7 separate regions of the Mus musculus genome follow, and regions 1, 2, 3, 5, 6 and 7 are each linked to region 4. Evidence: chromatin contacts called from public ChIA-PET, HiChIP or PLAC-seq, Micro-C and promoter capture Hi-C data. All regions are on one chromosome and are shown on one strand. The core of a region is the stretch at or near the end of the contact, and the rest is flanking DNA. Distances in the headings are between cores, read along the strand shown.

Evidence for each region. Promoter capture Hi-C pulls out the DNA fragments that hold promoters and counts their contacts. A called contact is a pair of places that touch in the nucleus more often than the background predicts. ChIA-PET counts read pairs in DNA pulled down with a chosen protein or histone mark. HiChIP or PLAC-seq counts read pairs in DNA pulled down with a chosen protein or histone mark.
Region 1: an H3K27ac HiChIP or PLAC-seq map of differentiating embryonic stem cells shows a contact between it and region 4, with 5 times the contacts expected there. The contact joins the enhancer-like site here to the promoter of Dbnl in region 4. A contact is called at or near these places in 5 of 39 promoter capture datasets (the 3T3-L1 cell line, hippocampal neurons, liver and 1 more), 2 of 15 datasets of contacts at CTCF or cohesin (embryonic stem cells and large pre-B cells), 3 of 484 Hi-C or Micro-C datasets (the G1E-ER4 cell line, cerebral cortex and embryonic stem cells), 14 of 115 datasets of contacts at active chromatin or transcription factors (the SCID.adh cell line, T-cell acute lymphoblastic leukemia, acute myeloid leukemia and 8 more) and 1 of 9 other capture datasets (pancreatic islet).
Region 2: a contact with region 4 is called in an H3K4me3 HiChIP or PLAC-seq map of bone marrow-derived macrophages, with 2.9 times the contacts expected there. The contact joins the promoter of Nf2 here to the promoter of Dbnl in region 4. A contact is called at or near these places in 1 of 39 promoter capture datasets (liver) and 4 of 115 datasets of contacts at active chromatin or transcription factors (astrocytes, bone marrow-derived dendritic cells, bone marrow-derived macrophages and 1 more).
Region 3: a promoter capture Hi-C map of pre-B cells shows a contact between it and region 4, with 3 times the contacts expected there. The contact joins the promoter of Ccm2 here to the promoter of Dbnl in region 4. A contact is called at or near these places in 1 of 39 promoter capture datasets (pre-B cells) and 1 of 9 other capture datasets (pancreatic islet).
Region 5: a Micro-C map of embryonic stem cells shows a contact between it and region 4, with 5 times the contacts expected there. The contact joins the promoter of Purb here to the promoter of Dbnl in region 4. A contact is called at or near these places in 4 of 39 promoter capture datasets (cranial neural crest, liver, neutrophils and 1 more), 2 of 484 Hi-C or Micro-C datasets (embryonic stem cells and pre-B cells) and 1 of 115 datasets of contacts at active chromatin or transcription factors (bone marrow-derived dendritic cells).
Region 6: an RNA polymerase II ChIA-PET map of memory CD8 T cells shows a contact between it and region 4, with 22 read pairs. The contact joins the promoter of Ap1b1 here to the promoter of Dbnl in region 4. A contact is called at or near these places in 3 of 39 promoter capture datasets (liver and pre-B cells), 1 of 484 Hi-C or Micro-C datasets (CD4 T cells), 9 of 115 datasets of contacts at active chromatin or transcription factors (astrocytes, bone marrow-derived dendritic cells, double positive thymocytes and 6 more) and 1 of 9 other capture datasets (liver).
Region 7: a contact with region 4 is called in a promoter capture Hi-C map of liver, with 3 times the contacts expected there. The contact joins the promoter of Myo1g here to the promoter of Dbnl in region 4. A contact is called at or near these places in 2 of 39 promoter capture datasets (liver and pre-B cells) and 2 of 115 datasets of contacts at active chromatin or transcription factors (bone marrow-derived dendritic cells and microglia).

Annotation. Positions count from the first base shown.
Region 1 is chr11:5,128,980-5,131,681 of GRCm38.p6, forward strand. Emid1 (EMI domain containing 1) reads right to left here. Exons shown (of 15, transcript NM_080595.3): 7 at 2,503-2,592; 8 at 1,653-1,799; 9 at 643-741; 10 at 449-501; 11 at 30-92. Among named protein-coding and RNA genes, the nearest start is that of Gm39572, 5.5 kb to the right of the region's middle. Within about 2 kb of position 1,407, at least 41 of the 459 cell types and tissues checked have an H3K27ac peak or open chromatin away from gene starts, as enhancers often do. A contact at or near this core is called in the SCID.adh cell line, differentiating embryonic stem cells and pancreatic islet, where this site is marked.
Region 2 is chr11:4,848,275-4,851,252 of GRCm38.p6, forward strand. It overlaps Nf2 (neurofibromin 2), which reads right to left and starts at 1,270. Exons shown (of 17, transcript NM_001252250.1): 1 at 598-1,270. The coding sequence starts at 711.
Region 3 is chr11:6,545,149-6,548,159 of GRCm38.p6, forward strand. Ccm2 (cerebral cavernous malformation 2) reads left to right here and starts at 1,739. Exons shown (of 10, transcript NM_146014.3): 1 at 1,739-1,881. The coding sequence starts at 1,852. It also overlaps the pseudogene Gm24000.
Region 4 is chr11:5,787,022-5,789,827 of GRCm38.p6, forward strand. It overlaps Dbnl (drebrin-like), which reads left to right and starts at 1,462. Exons shown (of 13, transcript NM_001146309.1): 1 at 1,462-1,621. The coding sequence starts at 1,539.
Region 5 is chr11:6,474,820-6,477,645 of GRCm38.p6, forward strand. Purb (purine rich element binding protein B) reads right to left here and starts at 1,257. Exons shown (of 1, transcript NM_011221.3): 1 at 1-1,257. The coding sequence starts at 1,067. The coding sequence ends at 93.
Region 6 is chr11:4,985,102-4,988,168 of GRCm38.p6, forward strand. Ap1b1 (adaptor protein complex AP-1, beta 1 subunit) reads left to right here and starts at 1,723. Exons shown (of 21, transcript NM_007454.3): 1 at 1,723-1,950.
Region 7 is chr11:6,519,672-6,522,371 of GRCm38.p6, forward strand. It overlaps Myo1g (myosin IG), which reads right to left and starts at 1,287. Exons shown (of 22, transcript NM_178440.4): 1 at 1,071-1,287. The coding sequence starts at 1,183.

The DNA.
Region 1 (2,702 bases), core at 157-2,656, 660 kb before region 4:
TCCCCAGAATCCCCCACGTGTTCACTCACTCTCTCTCCCTTCTCTCCTGGGTGGCCAGAGGTTCCTTTGGGTCCAGAAGGGCCTGGGATTCCCTGAACAACAAGACAGAGGCTCAGCCTTGTGCTGCAGTAGGCAGGACAGGGTGGACAGGGGATGGGGGCCCACTGGGGAAATGGCGAGGGAGGCTCAGCGTGGGCCGGGCATCGCCATCTGCCCAGCACACAGCATGCAGGTCAGCCTGTTAAAGAGGTCTGGAGTCAGATGTCCTCACCCTGTGTGCTGGCTGCAGCCTGGAGAGCCTTCCCTTTACTTGGCCTCTTGTTGGGTGAACTGAGTTGAGAAGATTTATGGGGAGTACTTTGCATATCAAAGTACTGACTCAACGCATGGCTGAGCAGATGAGTGAATAGAGTTATACATGGGTGGAAGAACTTGGATAATGACTTACCATGTGTCCAGGACTCCCAGGGGCACCCATGGGGCCAGGAAGTCCAGGAGGACCTGAATAAAACACAACGTCTTCAGGAACAGAGAGGACCACAGGCTAAGAAGTTCCCCATCAACTGTCTCCGAATAGCCCAGTCCCTCCTCCCCCGCCCCCCATGGTTGCTTCCTACCATCCCCCACCTGGACTCAACTTACCCATGGGCCCTGGGGGGCCTGGAGGACCTGGGGGCCCAGTGGGTCCTTGGGGCCAGTGGCTGCCCATCTCAGTGAAGGTATTAGACAGCAGTGGATCCCCTGGGAGGGACAGACAGTGAGTGTGTCAAGCTGGGGGAGGCGAGCAGTCGGGCATCACCTGAAGGTCCTACAGAACAGCCTGGCACACAGACAGGGCCACCAGCACGCGCGGTGCCAGGTACAGAGAAGAAGAGAGAGCTGCGTGCGTTTTACCTCTGCCACAGTCTAGCTGGCTACATCCAGAAAGGCTCCCTCCTTGGCTGACCCTGGTCTGTCACCCTCTGAGAGGGATAATAGTGAAAGCTGCCTTTACCAACTGCCTACAAGTCTCAGGCTTGTCTGCACTGGGTTTCGTGGGGCCCGAGAGACTGGCACTGCTGCCGTCCGCATAATAGGAACAAGGACAATGAGGTTTGGAGCAAAATTAAAATAAAATAAAATTTAAAAAAATGATGATGTTGGAATAAATGATGTAATGAGAGAATGAATGAAGGAGAAGGGCCCAGTTATTCATCAAATGTCAGAATCAGATGGGGTGGAAACTCTAGCAGCATGTGGGTAGGCTGGGTCAGGCTTCCTGAGGGAGAGGCCTAGGATCCGCTCTGCTGCTTAGCTGGGAGATGGAACTGGAGCCACCCTAAGCAACAGGGTCAGGGCTGTGGCCTTGGGAGCTCTGAGCTGTCTTGAGGTTAAGCCATGAGCTTCCCAGCACTCCGAGGGCTGGATTGCAGCCCCCTCTGAGGCTTGGGGAGGGGCCTAATGCCAGGTGGGTCTGAAGCCACTCCCCCTCCCCATGTGTGGCACATGACCTTCCTCTCCAGCCTCAGGGCCCTTCCTCTGTGAGTGGAGGGAGAGGAGCAGCACCTGCCGAACAGCTGGGTGACAACTGGACAAGCTAGGCACACACCTAACACCTGACAGATGGCTTAATTCGCCCCACCTCAGACCACTGGGATTCCAGGGGGACTTACCATGCAGAGAGACCTGGCCATAGGGTGGCCCTACAGGGGCTGGAGGCCCTGGGGGTCCAGGTGGACCTGGAGGCCCTGGAGGTCCCATCTTTCCAGGGGTGCCTGCAGCTCCTGTTTGGCCAGGGCGTCCTGGGGGTCCCTGTGGGCCTGCAGTAAGAACAGGGACTAGTGGGCACACGAGAGGTAGGGACAAGGATGTCTGGGACAGTGGATACAAAAGCTCTGAAGTGCACAGGTCTGTCCTCCTGGCCATTTGTGACAGGAAAGAACACAGCATCGTGACCACCATCTCTACCATGATGTTCTGGCTTCTGTCTACAGGTTCCCAGACCTCCCAGTTCCTCCACAAAACCCTGGTTAGAGGGGTTAGGCACTGGTGTTCCTTGCCTGCCTAGCTATCCGCCATCATGGAAGTAGACTAGCTTCACTCCACCCAGTGCCTAGCTCAGGGTCGGCTGAAAGAAGTATATGTTGATCGAGATGTTTCATAGCCCAGGCATGAACAGGAACACAGGAGGGCTGGTGAGCTGAGGGCCAGGCGTGTGGCAGAGGCCTGTCCACCTCGACTGTGCTAATTTGGGGAAGGCAGCCTCTGAGTCTGTAGGCAGGAGGGATCCCTACAGAAGCTGGAGAGAGCCAGCTTGGGGCTCCGGGGTGGGGCTCAGACGGGGGATGCACACCTTTAATCCTACCATTTGGGAAGCTGAGAAAGGCAGATCTGAGTTCAAGGTCAGCCTGCTCTACACAGCAAGCTCCAGGCCAGCCAAGGCTACACAGTGAGACCCTGTCTCAACCAAACCAAACCAACCAAACAAGGTAATGACAAAGGAGGCGCTCAGGGTGCACTCACCTGGCGGGCCTCTAATCCTCACTGGGCTCTGGCTGTCGGTGCCTCCCTTGGGGCCTGTGGGCCCAGGAAGCCCCCAAGAATCAAGTCTATCTGCAGAGGAAAGAACATGCCCTTAGTCTCTGTGGGTTACATTTGACCCCCTCTCTGTCCTGGTCCCTTGGCCCCTACTCTCTTGAGGTAGCCGTGCACCTCCCTACATT
Region 2 (2,978 bases), core at 20-2,519, 940 kb before region 4:
AGGCCCTGAAAACACAAACACACACACACACACACACACACACACTCACTCACATACACACTCTTCAACAAAATGATAGCTATTATCATCATGTTAGAAACTATAAAGAGTAAATGTAAGACACTCTTTCCTCAAAGAGTTTTTTCCAGAAACTGAAAATTTTGGAACAGGGAAAAGTACGAGCTTCCAATATAACTAGATGTAACTTTTAAGACCTAGGGTACACAGTTAATACCTAGCGAAAAACTCCCTGGAGTTTTAGGCGCGAGTTCTACACACTGCACACCGGTTCGTTTCTACGGAAGATTCCAGTGTTTCCCAATAACAAATGAATGAAAATAACCTTCGGGAAATGCCAAAACCAAGAACCCCACTTTAACAAACAAGCAAACAAACAACTAGCTTTAACTTGTGATCTGGCCCTAGAAAGCCTCTTCCGGTTCCAGATAATGATATATACGGAATCCCTTAAGCTTGCACTTCGACTGTCACCACAGCGAGGGCACCCCATGGGTAGGGACCCGCGTCGCTGCCACCAGACAGGCAGAGATTCCGCGGCTCTCCACTCACAGCCCGTCGGGGTCGGCGGCCGGTTACCTCGCAGTTGAACTCCATCTCGGCGTCCATGGTGACGATCCGCACCGTGAATGTCTTGGGCTGCTTCCTCTTGAGTGAGCTGAAGCTCATGCGAGAAGCGATGGCTCCGGCCATGGCGCGAGGTACCGGCCTTGGATCCCCTCACCCCTAGGCCCGCGTTCTGGGTCTCTTAGCCCCCCTGGAGTAGCTGCACAGGCCTCAGGGCCACCATGGTGGCCGGCTGGCCGGCCCGAGACAGACCTAGGCTGCCTGGGTCCCCAGCGGCCAGCATGGGCCGCGAGGACCCGGCTGTGGGTGCGGAAAGATGAGTTAAGGGACAGTCTCTGACGACGGGGGGGTCGGGGGGAGATGCCGGCAAAAGCACGCGCAGCCCCGAGCTTGGAGCTTCGGGCTGGGGACGCCAGGGACGCCTTTGGACAGAAATCCTAGACGGCTGCGGCGCCGACGCCGGGCCTCTCAGCGACCCCCGAGGGTCGCGGGGCCGCGCAGTAGTTGGGAGCGCACACGCGCGTGCGTGTCTGTCACCAGCTCCGCTCCGCGCGCCCTCGGGAAGCGTCCTCTACCAACCCCCACCTCAGCGACCTGCCGGATCCCCGCCCCGCCCCGCCCTCCGGACTCCCACTACGCTACTCAGCGACTCACCCTAACACTTTTTTCTCTAAGATACTGTGATTGGCAGGAACGCCAAAGGAAGCGGGACTTCCGCTTCGTCCCGCCTCCTGGAGGCCTACTCCACCAATTGAAAGTTGCACTGAACGAGGGCCGCCGGTCTGTTCTCGGCGTTGAGTGGCTGTAGATGCGGTCACTCCGAGCGCTTTTGTTCCTAAAGTATACTCCTACTCTAGCAAGACTGGTTGAGAAGGAGCGGGCGGCGCCTTTCCCGGGAAACCTGTAGAGGCCGGGACTGCACCGCACGAGGTACTGTTGCAGTCAGTGAGAGATCCCATTTATAGCGTCTTACCAGAGCTTCAGTCGTATCTGGGACATCCGGCCGAAATTCCTTTTTGACACTTAATTATATATGCTGACTCAATATTTTTCAAACTTTAAAAACACGAAGTGAGGCCGCTTAAGTTGCCCCGACTTGCCTGCCAGATCCTTCAACTTCTTTTTAAGAGAATTAGAATAACCACAGAATTCATGATAGTCCTTACCTTACTAGGTGGTTGAGGAATTGAAACTTGCTTAATACATATAGAAAGCTAATTTTATTTATTTTTTTTTTTTTTTTTTTTTTTTTGAGTTTTTCGAGACAGGGTTTCTCTCTGTATCCTTGGCTGTCCTGGAACTCACTCTGTAGACCAGGCTGGCCTCGAACTCAGAAATTCGCCTGCTGCTGCCTCCCAAGTGCTGAGGATTAAAGGTGTGCGCCACTATTGCCCGGCAAGAATTTTCATTTTACCCTCTGTTCCTTTGTTTGGTTTTTTTGTTTTGTTTTGTTTTAATTTCCAAGCTACATACTTGGAGTACTTGTAGCTTAACGTCATCAAATGTATAATATGCTTAGGAAAATTTCAACTTTCTGGGGATTTGTAGAGTTTTTACTTGTTTTAAAGATACATTCCCCAGGCACTGCTGCTGTGAAGAGACACCATGACCACAGCAACTCGTATCAAAGAAAACATTTAATTGGGGACTTTTTCTTCTTTACAGTTTCAGATGTTTAGTCCATTATCAGCATGGTAGGGAGCATGGTGGCATGCATGGTACTGGAGCAGTAGCTGAGAGATGGCTATATCCTGATCTGCAGGCTTGGAAAGCAAGACAACCATTTGGCATGGGCTTTTGAAACCTCAAAAACCACCCCTAATGATAGACTTCCTTCCACAAGACCACACCTCCTAAGCCTTCTAATTCTTTCAAATAGGGCCACTCCTTGGTGACCAAGCATTCAAATATAAGCTTATGGGACCGTTCTTAGTCAAAGCACCACAGTTTTGTTTTTTTTTTTTTATCTTATGTATATAAATGTTTTACAGCACATATGTGCATTGCATGTATACCTGGCACACATGTCAAAAGAGGGTTCCAAAGCCCCTGAAACTGTAATTCAGTCCTTAGCTACTGCATGGGTGTTGGAAACTGAACCTGGGTCCTCTGCGAAAGCAACATTTACTCTTAGGCACTAAACCACCTTTCCAACCTTTGTATGTCTATTTGTTTGTTTTTGAGACAGGGTCTTCCTGTGTTATTTGGGGTATCCTAGAACCCCTGAGCATGTCCTCTTCCTCAGCCTCTCTTAAAACCATAGCCCTGGAGCCAGGCATGGTGGCACATGCCTTTAATCCCAGCACTCTGGAGGCAGAGGCAGGAGGATTTCTGAGTTCAAGGCCAGCCTGGACTGCAAAGTGAGTTCCAGGACAGCCAGGGCTATACAGAGA
Region 3 (3,011 bases), core at 489-2,988, 760 kb after region 4:
CAAGTGCTGGGATTAAATGCATGCACCACCATGGCCCAGTTTAGTATTAGTTTAGGATCAGTAAATTCCATACTGTGGGTTGGCATAACAGCAAAACAAAGACCTGTTGGGGTGCCAACTTGCTTTTGAAAAATCACCTGATCCTCTGAAATTGTTCTGTGAATGTGGTAACTATATATGATGTCTGTTAACTATGTAGGTGCTGGAGAGATGGCTCAGTGGTTAAGAGTGCTGGCTGTTCTTCAAAAGGACCTGGGTTCGATTTCCATCACCCACATGGCAGCTTACCACCATCTGTAACTCCAGCTCCAGGAGTTCTGACACCTTCACATAGATGCATATGCAGGCAAAACACAAATGAAAATAAAATAAAAATAATTTTAAAAAATCTATAACTTTACTCTGGCAGGGCCCGAATGCCCGTGCTCTTGTAATTTTTACCTTCCTGATGTACCAAGGGTAGGAGAGAATAAAGCTTTAAAATTTTACACACACACATTACACATAGTTTTGGCTTGGGTGTGAGATTAGTGAACATAGAGGCTTGGGTGGACCATAGGGTCCATAACTTTCCAGGGAACCCACAGCCATACCCTGTGAACTGCCTCTCAGCTATCATGTTTTAAATTTTATTTTCATTAAACATTTCTTCTTAGAGGTGTAGATCTGGAGGCGAAGGAAGTTGAACTTGAGCCTTAGAGCATGGATATGATGACCTGGCCATTGTGAACCCTGATTTCCTTATACCTTCCAGCTTCCCAAAAGCACCTTTGCATTTGTGTGTGGGTGGCTGAAGCCTAGATTAGAAACACCATAAACTCAGGAATGTGAATATCCATCAGAATGCTTTTTTTTTTTTTTTTTTTTTTTTTTTTTCGAGACAGGTTTTCTTTGTATAGTCCTGGAACTCACTCTGTAGACCAGGCTGGCCTCAAACTCAGAAATCCGCCTGCCAAATGCTGGGATTAAAGGCATGCGCCACCACTGCCCAGCCAGAATACTATCTTCAAGATGTTTTAGGACAACCCATACAGACAACAGGTTGCATACACTACCTAGAAGGTTGCTGTTGGCAGCTATTGTACATTTTTGGATTCTTTTATGAGACTCTGGTCCAACGGTTGATCCTGAACTCATTTTCCTGTCTCTAGCAGCCAGGTGCTATGATTACACAGGAGTGCGCCGCCACGCCCAGCCAGAATAGAAAGTTACTAGAAAAGGGTTTCCTTGTGGCTCAGAGTAAAAAGAGAGGGATGCCAAGTGGCAGCGCGCCCAGAACCCGGATTGGAGACTGACTCTGTCCCTTCCCAGGGGCATGTGGCCCGCCTCCCTAATCGCGAGGCAGGCTGGGAAGTCGGCCACCCTAAAGATGGCGGCAGAATTGAAAAGTTGGAGCCACTCCCGCGCGGCCCTGAAGGGTTCGGGAGAGCTAGGGATGGGGGGGGGGGTACTGGGGCGCCTTTCCAGAGGGGATGGGAAGGACTGGGGTAGGCAGGTGTGCTCCTCCCGCCCTGAGGAGGCATGGAGGGGCCCGGGGTGACCCTGGGTCTCTTCAGGGGCTTTGGGAAAAACAGGGAATCGCCCTTCTTGGTATCGCCCTCCTTGGGCCCAGCGAGTGCCTCTAGGCGGAAGTGCGGGAGCGCCGAGGCAGTGGGCGGGGCGTGAGGGGGCGGGGTCTCCGGAGTGGGCGGGCTCCCTAGGTCCGGAAGTGCGGGTGGGGCGCGGCCGGGGCGGAGACTGCGGGCGGGCCGGCGGCGCGGTGAGCGCGGGGGTGGCGGGCCCAGAGCGAGCATGTAGCGGCCGCTGGCAGTGGGGCTCCCGGGGCGGGCCGCGGGGGCCGCACGCGGCGACATGGAGGAGGAGGGCAAGAAGGGCAAGAAGGTGAGCGCTCACCGGCGCGTCCTGCCGCCGGGCCGGGGCGTGGGGTGGGGGTCCCTCGGGGTGGGCGGGCGGGCGGGCGGCTGAGCGGGCAGGGACAGCGGTCAGGTGGGCCTGCGGCTCCCGGAGGAAGTGCCGCGCCTTTCCGGTGGGGGCGTCCCCTTTGCCGCTCGCCCCCGGCCTGCTCCAGACGGCCTGTCAGGGGGCCCGCCTTCCCCGCGCGCCGGCCTGGGGCCACAAAGGAAGTGGGCCCAGTGAGGGGCCAGAAGGTGGCCTGGGCTGGAACTTGGGCCACTGGGCTGTGCCGTGACCGGCGAGGCTTTTGCTGCCCACTTGGCTTTGTTTTTGGATGTCCAGTAAAAGCAAAGATGGACTTAGCTTTTCGGCGGGTTCTCTCGTCGACTGTCGCTCCTATTTAATACCACTGAGTGATTTTAGTGACGTTATGTTTGGCAGTAAGATTTAGGACATGGTTCAAGAGGCTCCTTCGTTTCTGTAGTTTAAAAATGTGGCTTTAATTACAGGCTTGAGTAGTTGATAAAGAACATTTTAAGAAGCCTGGGAAGACCATGTGGGAATGAACCGCTTAAACTGCCTTTAAAGCGAAAAGTGGGCTTTGATAAAATGTATCCCTTTCAAATAAATGCTTTGCAATCTTCATGTTTGCCTGTCATTTTCATTTGATAAATGTGTGCACGTTGTGGACAAGTTTAAAACAGACTTTGATGTCCTAGCTCAGCACCACCCGGCCTCCTTGTAGCCTTTAATTGGCCACACCACTCACCACCTTGTTTTAGGAGGTGTCCCATTTTTCAGAAAGTCTTACTTGAAATAGAGTGGCCAGGTGGCCTTCAGGGAATCCAGGCCAGCAGCGCTGCCCCCACTTTCTTTTGTTTGAAGACAGAAAGTTGCACTTGTTATTTAGATGTCCTGTCAACTTGTTACCTCCAAAGATGGTTTAAAGCTGGGAAATGGGCCCAACAAAGCAATTCAGCCTACAAGTATAGAAGGGGTTTGAGCATTGTAAAAGGACTTAGCTAGAAAAGAGGGTGCTGTTGAGGAAGGACTTGGCCCAAGTGTGGCTGATGCTGAACCGTGCCAGCTGGTCTTTGCAATGCCAGTAGCCTACATCC
Region 4 (2,806 bases), core at 212-2,711:
CCTCCAACAGCACAGTAGTATGCATCTACCCTGGCCCATGTGCATATACCACACACATAATAACCTCTCTTGGAAGATTTGGGCTTGCTAGATGGAGCTGAAGTTTCTTCTTGTTTTTGTTTGTTTTCGGAACAGGGTTTCTCTGTATAGTTCTGGCTGTCCCTGGAACTCACCCTGTAGACCAGGCTGGCCTTAAACTCAGAAATCCAACTGCTTCTGCCTCCCAAATGCTGGGACTAAAGGCGTGCGCCACCACTGCCCAGCCAGAAGTTTCTTTTTTAATACTTTTTTGAGAGAGGGACTCACTTATAGCCAGTAATCCACTATGTAGACCAGGCTGGACTCAAACTCAGAGATCTATCTGCCTTTGCTTCCCAGGTTCAGGGATTGAAGTCATGTGCCACCACACCCATCTTATTTTTATATTGTGTGATTGTTTAAGTGCACCATGGCCATACCTAGTCCCAGCAGAGACTAGATGAGGGCTAGGGCTGGAGTTACAGAGGGTTGTGAGCTGCCACATAGGTGCTAGGAATCAATCCTGGATCCCCTGGAAGAGCAGTCAGTGCTCTTAACCACCAAGCCATCTCTCCAGCCCCTCCACCCCTTTTTTTGTCTTTGAGATAGGCTGGAACTCAACTATGTAGACCAGGCTTGCCTCTGCCTCCCCAGTGCTGAGATTAAATACACGAACAACACTTCCAGCCCCATTCTTGCAACATTTTAAATGTAACTTCGACCCCCACTGTTCTAGTTTCATTTCTGTTGCTGTGATAAAATGCCCTAGCTAAAAGCAGTTTAGAGAAGTAAGGGTTCGTTTTAGTTTACGACAACAGAGTATGGTCTCTCATAGGGACGTTCAGGCAACTGTCTGGAAATAGAAGTGAAGCACAAAGCAGGTTCTCTTCATTACCCCACTATCACATCAAATATTTCATTTTACTTTATTTAGAAGATCTAGGCAATGCCCAGGCCGGGCTAGAACTCAAGCTTCTGCCTCTGCCAGTTGCGCGCTAGGATCACAGGCTTGTACCTCTACGCCTAACACAGCAGATTCATGTTTTTTTCCTTTTCTTCTTTGGTTTTTCCAAACAGGGCTTCTCTGCCTAGCCCTCGCCATCCTGGAACTTGCGCTGTACACCGGGCTAGGCTGGGGTTGAAGGCGTAGCCATCATGTCCGACTATCAGATGAAATTTCCGAGGCGCCTGCGCGCATACAGCTTGCTCTTAAACAAAATACATTAACTAATGAGAGACGAACCAGCGTGAAGCTCTAAATCGAGCCCACGCCCTGCAGATGCGGACGAACGAGGACCTACGGGCAGGCCCGCCTCTCGTGGATCTTCATTCACCAGCACCCCGCCTCAACTTTACCCTCAGCCTAGCTCGCCTTCTCTCCACTTCCGCTTCCGGCCTCTTGGGCGCGGCTTCTGCACGTCAGAGGCGAGGCTTCCGGCCTCCGGGGCGGGGCTTCCGGCCGTCACTGGAGGCCGGCAGAAAGCTGAAGCTGCTGCATCGCGGGGACCGTGGGGCGTGCCATGGCGGTGAACCTGAGCCGGAACGGGCCGGCGCTGCAGGAGGCCTACGTGCGCGTAGTCACCGAGAAATCCCCGACCGACTGGTAGGCAGCAAGGCGGGGCCGGAGAGGCGCCAGAGCGGGAAGGTGGAGGTCGCGGCGTAGCCGTAGTATTGCAGGATCACCTGTCCACCTTCCTGAAGCCTAGCGAGATGCTACCCCACCCTCGCCACCGCCGTCCCCCCGGCGAGTACCCCCGGGCCTCTCCCCTGCCACCTAGTGGTCGGTCGGCTCTGCCCTGAAGATCTCTGCCTGGTTGTGCTTTCTGCTTTCCGCCAGGCTCTGCGTTTCTGGGACCTCACTGGACAAAGGGGTCCCGCGCAGTTCCCCAACTCCCTGGAAGGCGGAAACCACGTCTTCTAAACCCTGAGTTCAGGAAGAGACCTTGAAAGCGGCGTGAGCAGTGGGTTGAGGTCATGAGCTCACACAGGGCTCAGTCAAGGATGTCACAGGTCTGGGTCCCTGATTCTGGGACTGAAAATGGGATCCTGTCACCTGTTTGAGAAAAGGCTCCATCCTTCCTTCACCACCCCAGGAGCCATTACAGTACTGTGAACTAGATCTGAAGTTTCTGGAGTGGCCCTGCTGAGCCCTCTTAGGTTTCTGCTACATGCATACCAGTCTATAGTAATTCTCTTTCACTTTCCGTTTACTTAACATGCTTCCGTTAGCCAGTTTTTAGTGCTTCAGTTTCTCAGACATCTGATGAGTATGGCAGGTGGACAAATTCTGGGGAACACAAACTGGACTTTGGAGTTCTGGTGGGGCCACCACTACCCTGTGGTCAGCACTGAGGGGCGCTATACTGAGTTTGCCTGTGTTGAGTCTTCCCTGGAGACTTCCCCTATTGCAGAACTCTGGCCAATCATCTCTTCTGTTCTACTGTGTTGTCTCTCCTCTTTATCTTTTGGCCCTCTAGTCGTCTCAGAACCATCACTGTTTGGGGAATACCTCACAACCTAGCTAGCAGTGCCCTTCACCCATGCTTATAACTCTTCACTGACCTTGCTTGCTTTGCTTGCTTGCTTGCTTTTGAGACTGTGTAGCTCTGGCTGGCCTGGAACTCACTGTGTAGACCAGGTTGGCCACGATCTCACCTGTGTCTGTCTCCCGAGCACACATTGAGCCTCCTACTAGAATCATCTGCTCCACCTTGGTCTGACATTGTCCTGCCTCATCCACCCATTGTTCCTTCTGAGGGTGCAGATCTTGCTCTTTCCCCATACACTG
Region 5 (2,826 bases), core at 7-2,506, 690 kb after region 4:
ACTAGCTCACTGGGGACGAGAAGGAAAGGGCGCTCTCTAGCCAAGGGGATGGTGGTGGGGTTGGGGGAGGCCGGTACGGGAAGCTGCCTGCTTCAATCCTCATCCACTTCCTCACCCTCCGACTCGTCGCCGCCACCGCTGCCCCCGCCGCGTCGCTCGTAAAGCTTATCCCTCTGTCGCTCCTGGATCTCTTTCATTTCATCTGCATACCGACAGAAGGCGCCTCCAAACTTGCCCCAGGCCTTGAAGGGCACGGTGATGGCATTGCGGTAGGACGGCTTCACCTCGCTCACTCGCAGGAACACCCCGTACTTGTTGCAGCCGACGTCGAAGAAGAAGCGCTTCGAGTCCACGGTGATGGAGGTGCCCTCCGGGAGCTCTCCGTACAGGCCGCCCCCGGGGCCGCCGGCGCCGCCTCCCGGGCCGCCGGCCAGCTCGTCCTCGTCGCCCCCGTAGTCGTCGATGAGCTTGGCGAGCGCGTCGCGGAACTCGATGAGGCCCTGCGCGGGCAGCGCGATGGTCTGGCCGCTCTGCAGGCCGCCGGGCCCGGGCCCCCCGCCGAAGCCGCCGCCGCCGCGGTTCACCGTCTGGCGGATGCGCAGGAAGCGGCCGCGCTGGTTCTCCTTGAGGTCCAGGTAGTACTTGCGGTTCTCGCGCACCAGGAACTCGCTCTTGAGCGCGCGGCGCGGCCCGCCGCCCTCCTCGGCGCCCGCCGCCAGCTGCTCGGGGCTGCTGGGACCCAGCTGCGCGTAGTGCTCGATGAAGTCGCCCAGCGAGTCGCGGAACTCGGCGGCCACCGCCATCGACAGCGTGAGGCGGCTCTTGGAGCCGCCCGCGCCCACCTCGGCGATCTTGAGGAAGCGGCCCTTGGCGTTCTGCTTCACGTCCAGGTAGAAGCGCTTGTTCTGGATGTCCAGCCGCTTCGAGGCCAGCTCCTGCGTCTCCTGCTCGCCGCCCGGCCCGCCACCGCCGCCGCCGCCGCCGCGGGGCGCGGGCTGGAAGCCGCCGGGCCCGCCGCCGCCGCCGCCGCCACCGCCGCGCTCGCTGCCGCTGTCGCCGTCCGCCATCTTCTCGGCCGCCGCCTCGCCGCCGCCGCCCGCTGCGCTCGCGCCCCCGCCCTCCGCCCTGCGGCTCGCGCTCCGGGGCCCCCCAGCCTCGCCCGCCGGCTCCTCACGCGCGCCCGCCGCTCATCGCCGGTCGCCGCCGCCCCCCATCGCCTCCGCGCCCCGCCCCCGCGGCTTCCGTGCGGCACGGCCCGCTTCCGGCGCGCGCCTCCCGTGACGTCACTCCGCCCCGCCCGCCGCCGCCTCCCGGCCGGAAGACCCACACACACCACGCCGGCGGGGCGCAGAGGTGACGTCGCTGGCCGCGCCGGCAAGGCGTTCTGCGGCTACCCCGGGCGAGCCTATGTTTCTGTCCGCTGGTTTTGGGGTCCTCTTTCTTGATGCTTTACTGACGCTCCCGGTTTCAGAGGGTTTAGTGTGTGACTAGATGACTCTGTTGCTTTGGGGCTGTGGGAAGGCAGAACGTTTTGCCGAGAAGCACATGAATTATTCAACAGTGGAGCCAATCACCTCCTGGCGCCTGGGAAAGCAGAGAGACAGGAAAGGGCCAGGGGCTAGGGATCTTTCCAGAGCATACCCCAGTAACCTGTTTTCTCCAGTGAGATCCTACTTCTCACTAATGCTACTAGATTATTAATCCTCAGGGACGAGTACACTGATTAAGTCGGACTCCTAACGATTGGATCTAGCAATCCTTCAGTAAATAAGCCCGTGTTTCTAAAACAAAGAAACCAGAATACCATCTTATTTTATAAACTCCCTGAATGGAGTTCACACAAATAACTTTTGGGTTTTTTTTTTTTTTACAATTGGGTGTTTTTAATGATAGGATCTCACTAAGCTATATTGGCTTAAACTTGAGTTCTTGCATCAGTTTAATATTCGTTAACCAGGTTCCTCTAAAGTGTTGTTTTTTTTTTTTTAAAGATTTATTTATTATTATATGTAAGTACACTGAAGCTGTCTTCAGACACACCAGAAGAGGGAGTCAGATCTTGTTACGGATGGTTGTGAGCCACCATGTGGTTGCTGGGATTTGAACTCTGGACCTTCAGTCGGGTGCTCTTACCCACTGAGCCATCTCTCCAGCCCTAAAGTGTTTTAAATTTGTTTCTGTGTGGCTATACATGTACGTGTATGTGGAGGCCGGAAATAGAGTGTTTGTGTTACTCTCCACCGTATTTTTTGTGAGTGGGTCTCTGGCTGAACTTAGAGCTCACTGAATTGATCTAAACTGGCTGTCAGTGAGCCCTAGGGATCCCCCACCCCCACCCCCTGCTGCACCCTGCTCTTTTATGCAGCTGCTAGGTTTTCAAGCTTGTGTCTTAATGCTTGTGTGATGAGCAGTTAACCGCCCCTCTAGCCTGTATTCTGCCTGATGGGCCAGCTTTGTTATTTTGTTTCCGCTGAAATTTCATTTGCATCTAAGCCTAGAGTCTTCTCTTGTAATTTTTTAGTAAGGACATATTTTTGAGTGGTTTTATGGTTTGATTTTTAAGTATAGGACTATGTTTATCTGAAATATATCATGATGTCTGGGATGAAGTAAAGAATCTAAGGAATTTCCTTCAAATGACTAACCCATTGTCCCAGTACTATGTATTGGGTAATCCTTGGAGGATAGATGTTAACAGGTGGAGATAGGGTAGGTTATTTTGGGCAGAGGAACATATGTCTCCAGATGGTGAGTTGTGCAGTTTGGCTGGGGCCTAGGGTCTGTGAACAGTGGAACTGGGCGCAGCTGTTCTCTGGTGGCTAGGAG
Region 6 (3,067 bases), core at 473-2,972, 800 kb before region 4:
AAGCGGGGTGAAGGGTAAATGGTATTCTTTTTGTTGTTGTTTTGTTTGTCTTTGAGACATTGAGACAAGGTTTCACTGTTGTAACTTTGGGAATTTTCTATGCAGACCAGGATGGCTTTGAGCACACAGAAATCTACTTGACTCTGCTTCCCAAGTACTGGAATTACTGGCATGCACCACCAAGCCTAACCTTTGCCCTGGATGTCCTGAAATTCTGTCTGTAAACCAGGCTGGTCTCAAACTTTGGAATCCATCTGGGATTAAAGGTGTATGCCATCACTACTTGGCAAGATTTATTTATTTTATTTTATGTTCATATGTGCATGTACCTGTGCTTGCATGGTCAGAAGAGGGTTTTAGATCCTCTTGGACTATAGTCACAGATGCCATGAGCTGCCATGTGGGTGCTGTGAGCTGCCATGTGGGTTCTGGGAATGAACCCCTGTTATCTGGAAGAGCAGCCAGTGTTTTTAACTGCTGAACCATCTCTTCACCCCAGCATCTGGAATTCTATTTTGTCTATTTTATCAATTTGCCATAACTATTTTATCAATTTGTCATAATTATATTATGACAAAACTTTAAAGAATGTAAAAACAGCTGGGTGTGGTTGTGCACACCTTTAAACCCAACACTGTGAGACAGAGGCAGGCAGACTTCTGCTTGGTTTTTCAGTTTCCAGGTCAGCCAAGGTGACAGCGATTCAGTTGTTAGAGTGCTTGCATAGGATGTAAAAGCTCTGAGTTAGATCCCAGCACTACATAGACCAGGCATGATAGTACATCACTGTGAGCTCAACAATGGGGCTGGCTTGGGTTACACAGCAAGAGCTTGTCTCAAATCAATAACACACAAATAATAAAATAAAAAGGCAGACATATTACATCTAGGAGGATAACCAAGTGTTAAAAAACGATTTTCTCAGGAGCCTACGTGTTTTGGTTTTGCCTTTTTTCCTTACTAATATATTTCTTTTTTTTTTAAAAAGAATTATTTATTTTGTGTGTATGAGTACAACACTGTCGCTGTCTTCAGACACACTAGAAGAAGGCATGGGATCCCATTACAGATGGTTGTAAGCCACAGTGTGGTTGCTGGGAACTGAACTCAGGTCCTCTGGAAGACCAGCCAGTGTTCTTAATCACTGAGCCATCTCTCCAGCCCCCACTAATATATTTCTTTTTTTCTGCAATGCAGATATTATTGGTTTAATAAAAATGCTAGAATAGAAGTTTTATAATGTTTTAAAGGGGATGAACACAAGTTATCTATTAGAAAGAGAAAATTAATAGGACCAAAGTCAGGAATGAAATGGCTGTATCAGTTGAGGTCTCACTGTGAAGTATCCCTTGGATAAGAAGTCTTGGACGTAGCTTATGTTTTCCTTTTAGAACAATGAATTTTCCAAGGGCAGCAGAAAAAGTCTCGTTTTAGCCTAGCAGACAGGCGCAGTCCAGCAGCTGATCAGATTTGTAGCTCCGACTTTCCCTTTTCCTAAGACAACGTTGGCCTCAGTCTTCCCATCTGTAACTCAGAAAGAGATGAACTTTAAAGTCTTCCAAGACCCTTTCGATTCCATGGTGTTTGAGAGGGAGCCTGGCCAGGGATTCTGAGCAAGGGTATCCCAGCCTGAACTTAGCCGCTTGGCCCGCCCAGGCCCTCAATTCTCATAAAAGCCGGCTCTGCTAAGGCCCCGCCCTTCCCACACAGGCCCCGCCCAACAGGTCCCCAGCCCCTCCCGCCAGGTTGCACCCTCGACCCCGCCCCCGGGGTGTGCGTCCACCGGAAGTTCCGCGCACGGGCCTCTTACTTCCGCTCGGCAGGTGACAGCCGTGGAGCTTGGAGCCGCCGGCTGCTGCGACGCACCGGAGGAGAGGGAGGCGGAGGCTGCGGACATTTTGCTGCTGAAGCGAGCCGAGCCGCGGCACCCGGAGCCGTTTGGATTTGTGGGTGAGGAAAAAGGCAGCCCGGCGAGATAGGAAAACAAACAAACCCGAAGGGGTCCGAGGAGTGGGGGGGGTCTGCGAGGTCAGAGGTCACGGAGAGGACGCTGCGCTGGAGGGTTGCGAGCCGCGAGAGGGCGAAGGTGAAAGGCCTGCGTGCTCATTCATTCCCGACGGCTTGGCGGCCCGGCGTCAAGCCGTCCGTCATTTCAGGTCCGCAGTCCGGTTCGGAGAGACTCCTGCACTTAGGCCTCCCCTGCGCCCTGCTTGTCCCTTCCCACTCCTCGGCCAACCTCAGGCCTCCTCGTTCAGGGCCTTATCTCTTAGCCGCCGCCCCCCCAAAACGGGGCAAACATCTAGAAATGGCCTTCTGCCACCCGCCCCTCGTCCTTTGGATCCTCAGGGACACGTTGACAGAATGGGAGCACTTGTCTTAGTTCTAACACCACAAGAATGTCTTGTCACTGGTTCTCCAGCCCTTCCTGACTTCGAACCTCTGTGCTAAGCACTTTGTGTACTGAGCTCACAGCTGCCTCTGTAAGGTAGCTACTGTTGCTTTCCCCCTCTCACTCGCGAGGACACCGAGGCACGGGAGGTTAAATGACACACGGAAGGTCATTCGAGTAGTAGAGGCAAAATCAGGCTTCCTATGTAGGTCTCCAGAGACCTTCAAAGCTCGGGGAGAAAGGCACCTGGAGCTGGCTTGGGGTCTAGAAGTGACTTGATATATTGTCGCCAATATATTGTGTGAGTTGGTGTCAGGATGCAGCCTTCTCACCTGTCGTCTGATCCGATGTTTAGGAGGAGCTGTTGATACACTTTCAACTTAGGAGGCTGTTCGGCCAGGTTGTTTTTGTCAGTGTTTTGGCTCTCAGGTCTTCCTGCCTATTGGGCTATTCTTGGAATTGATATCCAGACAACCCCTTCATCCCGTTTGCACTTTATTCGTTTTGCAGTAAAGAGGGGAACAACGGGGCCCCTTGGGGGATCTTTTGGTCCTAGGTTCTAGGGGAACAGGCCCACAGGATGGCCTTTGGCCTGTCATGGTGCCTGGGATGACTGGTCTGCGTGGGAGATGGGAAGGCGACTTGGTACCTGGGGTGTGAGCCTCTTTTCCTTTAGAG
Region 7 (2,700 bases), core at 37-2,536, 730 kb after region 4:
CCGTCCCTCTCCAGCACATCTCAAACTCCTCCACCCTTCCGTTTACTAACCATATTAGAAGCAGGAACCTAGGGCTGTACCTCTCTTGGGTTTTGTGCTCTGGGAGGAGTACTAGCCTCCTTGGGGCCCCAACTGTCCTCTCGGTGTGTGGGGCCCGCTCAACCCCAGGCAGGCCTCTTCAGGGTTCCTCTTTCTCTGCCCCCTCTGACAAGTCACGCCCTGGGACTACAAGTTTTGTGACCTGCAGCCACTGTCTTCCTCGGCTCAGCATACAAAGCATGGAGGGCATGCTTGTGAGCTTGCTTTTCGAGAGAATGAGGCAGTCTAACAAAGCATTGAACTCATTTCCTGGATAAAGCTCTCCATGTGGCAGCCTAGGACCTCCATCTCTGCACCTAGTGAGATTCCTGGTCCCCAGTTGCTCTCTAAGGAGCTTCCTAGCACACAACAATCCTCCCTAGGAGGTGTGTATGAAGTCCAGCCGCACACAAGGCCATTTAACATGCTGTGCTTCTAGCTCCTGGACCCCTCCCTGCTTTTTTCAGTGAGAAAGCAGGCTGCACTGTCAATTCTCCTAGTCCTAGCCTGTGACCCCTCCCATGAACAACTCCCAACCCAGAACATCATATCAGCATCATATCAGCTTGCTTCGATTATTGCGATTCTGGGGTGGAGGGCACTTCATTTTGGAGTTCCTAAGGAAACTCAAGTCGGGTCACACATGGGACCCAGGGGGAAAGCATCAGCAGGTGACAGAGAGGAGATGCAGTACATTCCTGGTCCCCATGCCTTTGCCTGTCTTCCTCAGGACTCTGGGCTTGTCAACCAGGGTGTTGTGAGGGTGGCTGGGCAGCTCCATTCCTGACAGCTGGTTACTTTCTGAGTGGCCATTATCTCCTGGAGATGCTATCATTTCAGCCTGTATTGTCTAGGTATGTGTAGCCTTGTCCCCATTCCTGACGATGGGACCAGGGTACCTTCAGGGCTTCTCTCAGGTCTGTGTGGATGATAAGGGAGGAAAGGAAGGAAAGAAGCCCAGTACCGCATCCCCACCCCCACCTCACATCTACCTGAGCTCTAGGTTCTTCATGAAGTCCTCCATGGTCAGTTGATCCAAAAGCACGAAGTCTGGTTTCCCATACTCAGGGCCTTCTTCGTCCTCCATCCTGCCCACTGCAAGCATCCAAGGCAGGTCGCCAGAGCTTTCTGTACAGAGGTGAAGGGGAAGGCAGAAAGGGGAGGCCCAGCCCTGCCTGACTACTGCAGTACTTCAGTAAAGTAGGAAGTGGGTTCTGCCCGGGGAGTTTGGCCCTGCCCATTGCTACTCCCCTGCCTTGGTGCTTCAGACACTGCTTCCTGCTCCCTGGCCCACAAGGTCCATGCCTAACTGTCTGTCCTGATGGGGTCTTTACTGGCTTCCTTAAAGCTCTTCCCAAGCTAGGTTTGGCCATACCTGTCTGTAATCCCAAGCACTCCAAAGATTACGGGCAGGCTGGAATTCTCCCTCCCCTTGTCTGTCTGTCTTCCTTCCTTCCTTTGCTCCCTCCCTCTTTCCGTCTCTCTCTCTCTCTCTCTCTCTCTCTCTCTCTTTCTTTCTTTCTTTCTTTCTTTCTTTCTTTCTTTCTTTCTTTCTTCTATCTCTGTAGTCCAAGCTGGCCTCCCCAAAGTAGCTAGGATTATACCAGGCTCAGTAAGAAAGGATGCTTCTTCTTCTTTCTTTCTTTCTTTCTTTCTTTCTTTCTTTCTTTCTTTCTTTCTTTCTTTCTTTTTTTGGTTTTTCAAGACAGGGTTTCTCTGTGTGTCCTGGAACTCACTCTGTAGACCAGGCCAGCCTTGAACTCAGAAATCTACTTGCCTCTGCCTCCCAAGTGCTGGGATTAAAGGCATGTGCCACCACGCCTGGCAGGATGCTTCTTTTAAAACGTTTTAAACATCTATTTTGTGTACAAGTGCTTTGTCTACATGTATAAGTGCACCATATGCATGCTGGGTGTCTGCAGAGGGCTAGAGGGCTGGGTGGCCGTAAACTGCAGACCTTTGCAGGAGCAGTCAGTGCTCTTAACTTCTGAGCCATCTCTCTAGCCCAATAGATATTTCTTTTATTATTATTATTTTGGTTTTTTTTTTTTTTTTTTTTGGTTTTTCGAGACAGGGTTTCTCTGTATAGCCCTGGCTGTCCTGGAACTCACTTTGTAGACCAGGCTCCAGGCTTGCCTCGAACTCAGAAATCGGCCTGCCTCTGCCTCCCAAGTGCTGGGATTAAAGGCGTGCCAACAGATATTTCTTGGCCTCTCGTGGTTACCCAGCTGAACATCGCTGCCCCAGAGCTCAACATCAGCCAGGGGTGGCCACAATAGAGTTTAAACCATAAAGACTTCCTGCCTGACCCAGCAGATGAGGCAGTGGTGGGGACTCGGCACCCTGCGATTCCTCCCCACAGTGACAAGGGAGCGGAAGAGTACACTCTCCAGCCCTCTAGTGGGCTAGCCTTTGGTAGGACCCTCTTGCATATGCTCAGCTTCGTTCTCTCATCCAGCCTCTGAGATAAAACCATTAACTCTTGGAGCTCTGGGGCCTCATCTTAGCTCTCACAGGTCTTGGCTTATGGTTGAGCTTGTAGATTAGTGGTACATTGAAAAATGGCTAGGCGACCACTCAGGTTTCTCTGTGCAGTCCTCCCTCCTGATTACAGGGTCTGCC